Regions from separate parts of the Mus musculus genome. Here region 1 is linked to region 2. A link is a contact called in public HiChIP or PLAC-seq data. All regions are on one chromosome and are shown on one strand. Each heading gives the region's core, a stretch centred on a gene start, on an enhancer-like site or on the middle of the called end of the contact. The rest is flanking DNA. Distances are from core to core; before and after follow the strand shown.

What was found. HiChIP or PLAC-seq counts read pairs in DNA pulled down with a chosen protein or histone mark.
Region 1: an H3K4me3 HiChIP or PLAC-seq map of bone marrow-derived macrophages shows a contact between it and region 2, with 3 times the contacts expected there. The contact joins the enhancer-like site here to the promoter of Apmap in region 2. A contact is called at or near these places in 8 of 39 promoter capture datasets (the 3T3-L1 cell line, 3T3-L1-derived adipocytes, the C10 cell line and 3 more), 1 of 15 datasets of contacts at CTCF or cohesin (large pre-B cells), 1 of 484 Hi-C or Micro-C datasets (adipose-derived mesenchymal stem cells), 4 of 115 datasets of contacts at active chromatin or transcription factors (bone marrow-derived macrophages, embryonic forebrain, pro-B cells and 1 more) and 3 of 9 other capture datasets (adipose tissue, liver and pancreatic islet).

Annotation. Positions count from the first base shown.
Region 1 is chr2:150,978,328-150,983,283 of GRCm38.p6, reverse strand. It overlaps Ninl (ninein-like), which reads left to right. Exons shown (of 24, transcript NM_207204.2): 2 at 3,093-3,286; 3 at 3,755-3,851. The coding sequence starts at 3,104. Among named protein-coding and RNA genes, the nearest start is that of Ninl, 29 kb to the left of the region's middle. Within about 2 kb of position 1,728, at least 17 of the 459 cell types and tissues checked have an H3K27ac peak or open chromatin away from gene starts, as enhancers often do. A contact at or near this core is called in bone marrow-derived macrophages, where this site is marked.
Region 2 is chr2:150,605,361-150,610,013 of GRCm38.p6, reverse strand. Apmap (adipocyte plasma membrane associated protein) reads left to right here and starts at 1,447. Exons shown (of 9, transcript NM_027977.3): 1 at 1,447-1,626. The coding sequence starts at 1,535.

The DNA.
Region 1 (4,956 bases), core at 479-2,978, 370 kb before region 2:
TACAGGGCCACCATTACTTGATACAGAGCTGATGAGAAATGAGTCTTAACCTGGCCAGGACTAGGGGTCTCAACCAGACTGAGGCTGAGACGAGTTTGTGCCAAGCAATCAGACTTTTTATACCCCTATCAGAAACAGAATATAACCACTGTTCCCAAGATCAGTACAACGATAGTTGCAGGGACACAGTGACACTTACAAGCTATATCGGGTACATAAGAGTAATGTCTAAGACCAATTGCCCTGTCATGCTTCTGTAAACTTTGTTGACTTAGCAGGAACACAGATTTACAGGGAGACCTAAACACTCCACTGCCTGAGGGAGTACATCAGTTTGTCAGGAACTGAAAGGCACACAGTGCCCTAGGAGCCATGAACTCTAACCTGAAAAACCTATGACACATGCCTCTGGAAGGGAGCTAAACCAGGCCAACCCCATGTTTCCCTGCAAGTATCAGTACTTGCAAAGAGATCATGTGACAGTATATCTTACATATATAATAACTAAATGCTGATTCAGTTGAGGCAAATAGATTAAAGGCCAGGGTTTTAAAAAGCAAAATCAGTCAATAGATGGGAAATGTGTATTAACCCTGGTAGTAGGGAGGCAGAAGCAGGTAGATCAGAGTTTAGGGCCAGCCTAGTCTAAATCAAATTCCTGTCTAGCCAGGAATACCTAAAGGGCCCTGTCTCAAAGAAATGTATGTAGTATGTATATATGTGTGCATGTCTAAAGAGCAGGTTTTACATCAGAATATGCTAAAAACAGCATTCATGGATCACTTTGCATGTATTTACTTAAATGCTTTTAAATGTGCAAACTGTGGTTTCATGTATAATGTATAGACACATAATTCTGAAAGCCACAGATACACAGGCCATTACATCTTCTAAAAAGCACTTTAAAATAGTGCTTATAAAGTTGTCCTTTAAAAGACTAATACAGATATATAAAGTACCTGTTTAAAGACAGTTTCCTAGATAGCCAAATATTGTTAACATAAAAAGCAGAAGTATATATGTGTGTGTGTGTGTGTGTGTGTGTGTGTGTGTGTGTGTATTTATACTACCAGTTATAAAATGATCCTAAAAATAGCACATCCATCCTTAAGAATGCTTTTTTGTGGAGCTGGAGAGATGGCTCAATGGTTAAGAACACTGTCTACTTTTCCACTTCCAGGGGACCTGACAAAACACCAATGTACATAAAATAAAAATAAATAAATTTTTAAAAAAGAATGTTTTTGCTGTAGATTAAAAAATAATGTCCTATTGTATGGATGACTATTTTATTACAGCACTAATATCTTTAAAGATACCTAAATATTATTTTATAACCCAAATATAGATTTTTACAAACTTTTCGATTAATTTTAATTGTGTTTATTGGTCAGTGTGTGAGTGGGAAAGGTATCAGTGTAGTGATGTGAGCGAAGTTATCTGTGTAGGCCACACGCATTAGATCTCCTGACAGCTAGGAGCTGACAGTTAGGGGCTGTGTGTGTGGGTGCCAGGAGTTCAACTTCCACCCTCTTTATCCGCAGATAAACACTGCAGATTTTCATGCCCAGGGTCGGGTGCTGCTTTATGTCTTGTCTTCACAGCCTTCGCCTAAATCTGTGGTGAGGGAGGAGCAGGGTCTCGTGATTACAGAAAGATCCAGCAGTATCACTGCATGGCATTCTGAAGTTTTCTAATGTCAAAAGTTGACAACTATTTCTGGGTATAGACTGACTTCTGCTTTCCCTAGGTCTCTAATAGACAAATGCTGAACAGAGCTCATATCTACCCAGTGTATATTTTAGGAGTCAAGAAACTGACTAATTTCCTGTTTTAACCTCTTCACAATTCTTTTTGTTGTTGTTGTTGTTGTTGTTGTTGTTGTTGTTGTTTTGGTTTGTTTGGTTTGGTTTGGTTTGGTTGGTTTTTTCAAGACAGGGTTTCTCTGTGTAGCCCTGGCTGTCCTGGAACTCACTCTGTAGACCAGACTGGCCTCAAACTCAGAAATCTGCCTATCTCTGCCTCCAAAGGGCTGGGATTAAAGGCGTGTGCCACCACTGCCTGTTCATATTATTGATTAGCTAGTTAATAGATGATTGGGAAGGGAATGAGCAAATTTTAAGTGAACCCTGGGTATCCTTACATTATGAACTAATTTATGTATTTGCTTATAGACACAGTCTCATGTGTAGCCTGGTCTGGCCTGTGCACCTACCATTCTGCTCCCTTGTCTTTCCCACCTCTCCATCATGTATTTGTCCAGCATGATGGGGGCACCCTGGATATGTCTTCTGCCCCAACAATTTAGTTTTTTAAGTAGATATTTTTATGTATAAGGGAGAGACCTTGTATTTATAAGGTTTCAGGGTTTTTTGTTTGTTTGTTTGTTTTTTGCTTTTCCCGAGACATGGTTTCTCTGTGTATCCCTGGCTGTCCAGGAACTCACTTTGTAGACCAGGCTGGCCTCAAACTTAGAAATCCGCCTGCCTCTGCCTCCCAAGTGCTGGGATTAAAGGCATGCGCCACTACGCCCAGCAACAGTTTTGTTTGTTTGTTTGTTTGTTTGTTTTGTTTTTTTAAAGATAGGAATTGTGCATAGTTCGTGCTTTTTCTGTTTATCTGTTTTCTGCTCCACTCCTCTCCTCCTCCCCTCCCTCCTTTTTTCCTCTCTCTTTCACTCCTTTCTCCCTTTCTTATTTCTAGTTTTGAAGGTAGAACACTGTTGTGTTGCTCAGACTGACTTCAGACTCTGGGGCCCAAGAAGTCCTCTGCCTTAGCCTCATATGGAGCTGGCATGGAGGCACATGCTGGGTTTCATCTGTTTTCTGGTTACTCTGTAGCTTTAAAACACACACACACACACACACACACACACACACACACACACACACACACACTGCTGACTGACGGATGCCTTGGGTCCCTGCAAAGAGAAGCTGATTCCTGTAGCTGCCTTCGACCCCACAGGGGCTCCTAGTACGTCTTTCCAGTGCTAGCTCTGTGATCTGCTGTTGTTCAGTGTGTAGGCCTGAGGGAAATGGGGCTAAGAAACCTAGCTAACCTGCTACTTCGCTTTTCTCCTTCGTGACCAGCCTGCTATGGGATGGACAACGAAGAAGAGAACCACTATGTGTCACGGCTCAGGGATGTCTACAGCAGCTGTGACACCACAGGGACCGGGTTCCTGGATCAGGAAGAGCTGACCCAGCTATGTACTAAGCTTGGCCTGGAGGAGCAGCTGCCGGCACTCCTTCACATTCTTCTCGGAGATGACCGCTTGGCCAGGGTGAGTGGTGGACTCCTGCCGAGGGACACTGCAGAGCTGTGCCACCCACCGGTGTGGGCATTTGGTCCACAGCACCCAAAGAAAGGCACTTGGGGAGGAGAAGTCTCCAGCAATAAACCGTGTTATTCTAGAGATTGAAAGAAGAACGCCAGGGAGCATAAGCAGCCACACCCAGCCGTGTGGATGTGGCCCGCTATGCCTAGCTGCTGTTGTTCTCTTAGTTGTGTGGTTTGGTTTGGTTTGGTTAGGTGTGATAAAATGGTTTATTTGGTGGTAATATGGTGGTTCACATTTACCTTCTGTGATAGATTCTTCCAGTACATGATTGGAAACGTGAAATGAACACCCTTAGGCAATAATCAGAGGTCTTTTGAGGAAAAGAAGACTCCAAGGGGACTTTTGGTTCATGAAATTAAATGTGAATCTATGGGAAGTAACAGTGTCTTCTCCTTACTGAAACTCCGGCAGGTTAACTTTGAGGAATTTAAGGAAGGCTTTGTGGCTGTGCTGTCATCAGGTTCTGGCGTAGAGCCCTCCGATGAGGAAGGTAGTTCTTCCGAGTCAGGTAAGAGGATTTCCTGTAAGCTCCTCAGTTTCTTTACTTTAGTCATCTGTGACCATTCAAAGTGTAGCTTAACTGTTCCAAATTCTAGCCTCCTTTTCTGTCACCCACAAACCATCAAGTGCAGACTTGGGCAGAATATCTGGGATTTCCTCTTCTGTGACTGTCATCAGATTGTAACCTGCATTACAGGTAGGGGGCCACTGACAAGGCACTGGGGGGTGTGGAGCAGCAAGAGTTGGAGCCTCAGGGTCTTAGGTGTACCAAGCAAGCAGGCTGGCCTTCTGCTCTGGACACTAATCTGCTCTCACAGCCACTGGTGTTGCAGTGTTCGAACAGTGCTAACAGGAATCCCACTGTGGAAATGGCTGTGAGGCAGGAACATGATGATAAGTCCAACCGACACATGACAGGAAGCCACCAGCCCAAGGATTGTGGGTACAAAATAATGGACCAGGTGTGAGACAGCTGGAGGCTGGTCTGCCTATGGCCATGAGGACTGTGTGAGGTAGACAGTGATGATTTCAGGGTTTACTGGAAACAGCTACTTGCCCTGGCCTCCTGTATGACCAGATAGCAGGGTGAAGGATCCTAGTCGGACCAAAGGCATGGAGATGAGTGACAGGCAGGAGGAATGGCTCATACCAAGTGTCTTCTAAGTGTGAGGCTTTGAACTTCATGTATATTTTATGTAGGTTCTATCTACCTTCTTAGAAATTCCACAGTACTGTCTTACCCACAGTTGACCTGAGGAGAGATTTACCCTGTTCCATAGTATGTGCTGGCTAGGAGTTGAGTCCCTGTGTCCCAGTTCCTGAGCCCCATGCACACAGTGTCAGAACACTGTGCATCTTGCTCTGGATGACATGGTCAGCCCCTTCCACACCTCCTCTCTCATTGCAGAAGCCCTGGGCGCAGGACAAAGTTAGTGCCCAGACCACTTGCACAAAGATGATAGCCCCACACCACTTGCACAGGTATTTGTCTCATACCTTTCTCTGCAAAGATGTGAAGAGGGTCACTACCAATTCATTTTCTTTTCTTTAGAATTAGAAACCAATTCATTTTCTTTTCTTTAGAATTAGAAAAGCTTTTCTCACCTAAGTGG
Region 2 (4,653 bases), core at 198-2,697:
GACCATTTCTAACTTTAGCCCTGAATTTCATGAACAGTCTTCCATAACTGAGGAGCTCACAGGTCGTCTGGTGAATTCCTTTTATGTAGGAAGTTCAGTGTATTCAACTCTTTTTTATTCTTCGTGTGTGTGTTCCGGGTTGTTTTGGCCCATGTGTTTCACACTGGGCATAGGATACGCATAATCCATGTAACAGGCACTGGATGTAACTGGCTACTTGTGACAGCTCAGGAATGTTCACAGAGCCTCCCACAGACGGGGATACTCTGGAGAGTTAATGAGAGATTTTCAGCAATGACTCTTGAGATGGATTCTGGATGATAAAAGTGGTTTAGGTGGAGGTAGAAAAAAAAACGTATCACAAGGAAACAAGGAGTAACATGACAAAGTCAGAGACATGCAATCAGAAGGGGAAGCCATTCAGGTCTCCAGGTAGGCGCCAGACCCACACAGCAGTTGTTACAATTACCCACGATATTATCTTTATAATGTCTGTCTTCAATGATGGAATCAAGTACCATGTTGCCAAGCCTTGGATTATATATAACCTGAGATCCCTACAGAACTGTGTTAAGAAATCTCCACTTCCCTCAAGCGAGAGGAAAAAGAACATTGAGGTGGCATTCTATCGCCATCTAGTGCCGAAAAGATAATGGCATGTTTGCTTCTGTAAAATCCCAAGTGAGGTACAAAATCCAGCACCTATATCCTAGAGATCCTTCCCAATGCCCTACTTGGTTATTGCTGCCTGAAATTCTCCTGTCCGCCCTTTCTCTTCCAATCCTACCCCCACATTCCTTCACCGGCTAAATGCTTCCACTAGACCAAGTTTCTCTCTTTAAAATCACCACTGTATTAAAATTTACATGTATTGAAGTCATGGCTCTCATTAGTTCCAGAAAGGAGGGATTTGCCTGCAGTCTGCTCACTTCACCTCCTGGAGTATGTCCGACTCGCTGTAATACCGTGGAAGCACTACCTGGTGGTTGCTTCATGATTCCTAAAGTTTTGCTATTAGCAGTCTTTTCTACTTGGGCCTGTCTTTAGGTAACTCCCTTTAGAAAATTTATCAAATGTCTATTGTATAACCACTTGACGATCTAGCAGTCAAAATCTGATCTTAACCAAAAGGACACATTTTGAACTTTAGCGGAATCTTTTCAGAAAAGATAACAGTTCAGGCGGGGATTACTGCATTGAACACATTTCGTTAAGAATCAGTGGCATCTTCTCTTTGCAAGCTTGTTACTGCAGACTTCACCGCCCAGCACTCGGACTTGAGGAAGACCCGCTACAGCCTCACTATCCAGACTCGGCTCACTGAGGGAGGGACCCCCTCACCATTTGCCTGCAGCTGTAGGCTGGGGCCAGGGGGTGGAGCCTTACTGCTGTGCCAATCTCCAAAAGGGGGCGGGGCCTGCATTGCAGCTCCGGCGCTAAGTTTACGTCATTTCCTCGCGCCAGGGAGTAGTTCTGAAACCCGCGTTGCTGAGTGTCAAGGCGCTGTTGGAGGTGTCAGTGGAGAGGCGGCAGAATGAGCGAAGCGGACGGGCTGCGGCAGCGTCGGCCCCTGCGGCCGCAGGTCGTCACGGACGATGGCCAGGTCCCGGAGGTCAAGGAGGGCAGGTAGGCAGGACCTGGGCTGGGATCATCCCACGGGAGAGAACCCTCCTCATTATCCCGGCTTGGACCCAGGAGCCGGGTTCGGGCTGACAGGACAATCTGCGGGGCGAGGCCTTGCGTGGACCTGGTTGTCCTCCCTCACGCTGCTGTGGACCTTTTCTGTCCCTTCTTGCCACCCAGCCGCTGGAGCCAACGCCTTTTGCCTTTCTTTAGTTGCACGCATCTTCCCGACTTGTCCTTGTTGGAACCTCTGATACTCCTGGGACAGCCACCTGACCACTGCCGTCAGCCGATTCTTTCGCGTTCCTTGTTATTCACTTTCCTTAAAGAGAAGTCAGAAAAGATGCTGGGTTTCCTTTCTGCGAAGGTCCTCCTCCTGCATCTATTGACGCCGCGCAGTCTGTACTCCTCAGCGTGGAGTAGAGAACCGACTGACATTGTTGGCAGTGTTTCTGAGAATTCGGCCTTGCAGGTTTTTGTAATAGGGACAGTAGTTACTGACAGTAAATCCTTAAAAAGAAAAATTTTTTTTGGGCCCCAGTCTTTCTGACTTTCAAAATGCACTATTAGCCCACATATGAAGCATGCTCCTTAAACCGTACTAGAAGACATTTAAAATTGACTTTTCAACTTGGTGACCAGAATTTTGTACTTTGAATATCTAGATCAGCCTCAAAGTTGTGGAATTAACTTATATGATAGAAATATTAGAAATATTTCTTTGGTCACCAGCAATGTGATGAAGGGATGTGGTGCATACTAGATGAGAGACAGTTTTTGCTTCTGATGATCGGTTTGACTAATGGTAATAAGATAAACATACAAACATGTTTTGGCTTTGGAAAGAGGAGTTTGTAAAAGAACAGGAAGGTACTAACTAGTATGGATCTTGATTAGGGAGACCAGCCATCCTAGGTAGCCTTGAGATCTCATTAACTAGGACTCACCTTGCTAAATGTGGGTAGATTATGACAAATTGCTCACCCTGCTTGTTGTGGGTATTGCTAATTAATTGCTAATGGTTGGTGAGTCTTTTAATGGATAAGCAAGGAGTGGCCAAACCTAACTGCAGGAACTAGGAGAACTAGGAAAGGGTGGAGCTGTGGAGAGCCCTATCTGGGCACTTGGAGAAGAAAAGTGTTTTGAAGCCTGGGTACCCGGGGACTCTTGATAGATTGGCCTGATATTTAGAACAGCTTCTGTGATACTTGTGACCCACAGGCAAAGGGGCATATTTATCTTTTTTTTTTAAGGTTCTCTGTTGGATTTCTTCCTTAATGACTACAAATTAGACACCAAACTGTCTCTTTCCATCTGATCTTTTCCAATGTCTTACATTTGTGCTTACACTGTTTTGACTTTGCCATTTGTAAACATATTTGCTGTTTGTCAACATGTTTGTTATTTTATCTTTAGTGATCTGTAATGGTTGGGTTTTTTTGTTTGTTTGTTTGTTTGTTTTTTGTTTTTTGAGACAGGGTTTCCCTGTATAGCCCTGGCTGTCCTGGAACTCACTTTGTAGACCAGGCTGGCCTCGAACTCAGAAATTCGCCTGCCTCTGCCTCCCAAGTGCTGGGACTAAAGGCATGCACCACCACCGCCCGGTGAAATGGCTGCTTTTAAAGTGAGTTATAGCCACCTTTCTATACTTACAGTGATAACATTCCTGTTTGTCGTTTTCAGCAGTTCTCCTGTATTTTTTTTCTTGTAGTCATCTCTAATAGTTTGTCCAACTATCTTCTTGACTACTGTGAGGGTAGAGGATTGAATATGAATCAGGAAAGTTTTGTGAAGAAATCTGAAAGTTGGGAGTTCAGAGGTTGGACATTTACCTAATACATCCAAGGTCCTGGACTTGATTTTCAGTGTAGAAAATTAAAGAAAAAGAAAGCATGGAATCTGAAAAAAGTATAAACAAACAATGTTAGAATAAATTTTAGACTTGCTAAAACTTGCAAACCTAACACAAAATCTTAAACTGACTTAAAACATTACTAGATTTCTCTCTCTCTTTCTCTCTCTCTCCCTCCCTCCCTTCCTTCCTAAATATTGTTGCACAGTAGAGTGTGAATTTTGTAGATGATAACAGGAGGTTGCAGTATCAAAAATCTTAGACACACCTCAGAATGGATTGATTATCAGAATAAAAGAAGAAAAACAGATTTTAATAGAGGAAGGAACATTTTGCAATACTTTGGAAAGTTTCCTGACTTGCAGGAACAGCAACATTCACGTTGACAGGGTTATTGAGGTCTCTGAGAGTGAATGACGTTACAGACTTGGAGGATGAGGTGAGAGTGAGTGAAGGACAGACCTGGCTGCTGGACTGTCATTCAGAAGCATCTTTCAGAATTGTGCTGTGAGAGTGAGTCTTGGGGTTAAAGCTTCAGAGTGAGCTACACAGCAGATTTGATTGTTGAATCCTTGTAGTCAGTGTGGAGCACAGACGAGTGGGGCATTTTAACATGCCACCGCCTGTTAGAGTCACTGTTTGACAGGGGTTTCTCAAATACTTCAGGAACTTTATTGAAAGAGCAATCCTTACACTGTGAGACTGTCTTTTGAAACACCCTTCTGTTTAGAAAGTTTGCTTTAGTTTTTAAGTATATGTAAGTGTTCAGGAGTGAAAGATGCACTGAGATTTAACAACAGTGTTTAGTGAGTTTCTGGAGGTCTAAGTTCAATTTTCAAATTTTCCAATCTAAGATGGAGATAAGAGAGTTAGGATTATAGTGTTTACATCTCAGCACTGTCTACGTGTGTCTTCAAATGGGTCTTTTTGTTTTTGTTTTTGTGTTGTTTTTCGACACAGGGTTTCTCTGTGTAGTCCTGGCTGTCCTGGAACTCACTTTATAGACCAGTCTGGCCCCCGAACTCAGAAATCCACTTGTCTCTGCCTCTCAAATGCTGGGATTAAAGGCGTACGCCACCACCACTTGCTTTTCTGTAACTGCTCAATTAAGACACTAAATTTTTACTCTTTTTAGAGAAAAATGATTCTAAGAGAAAAGAATGTGAAAAATGAGCAGA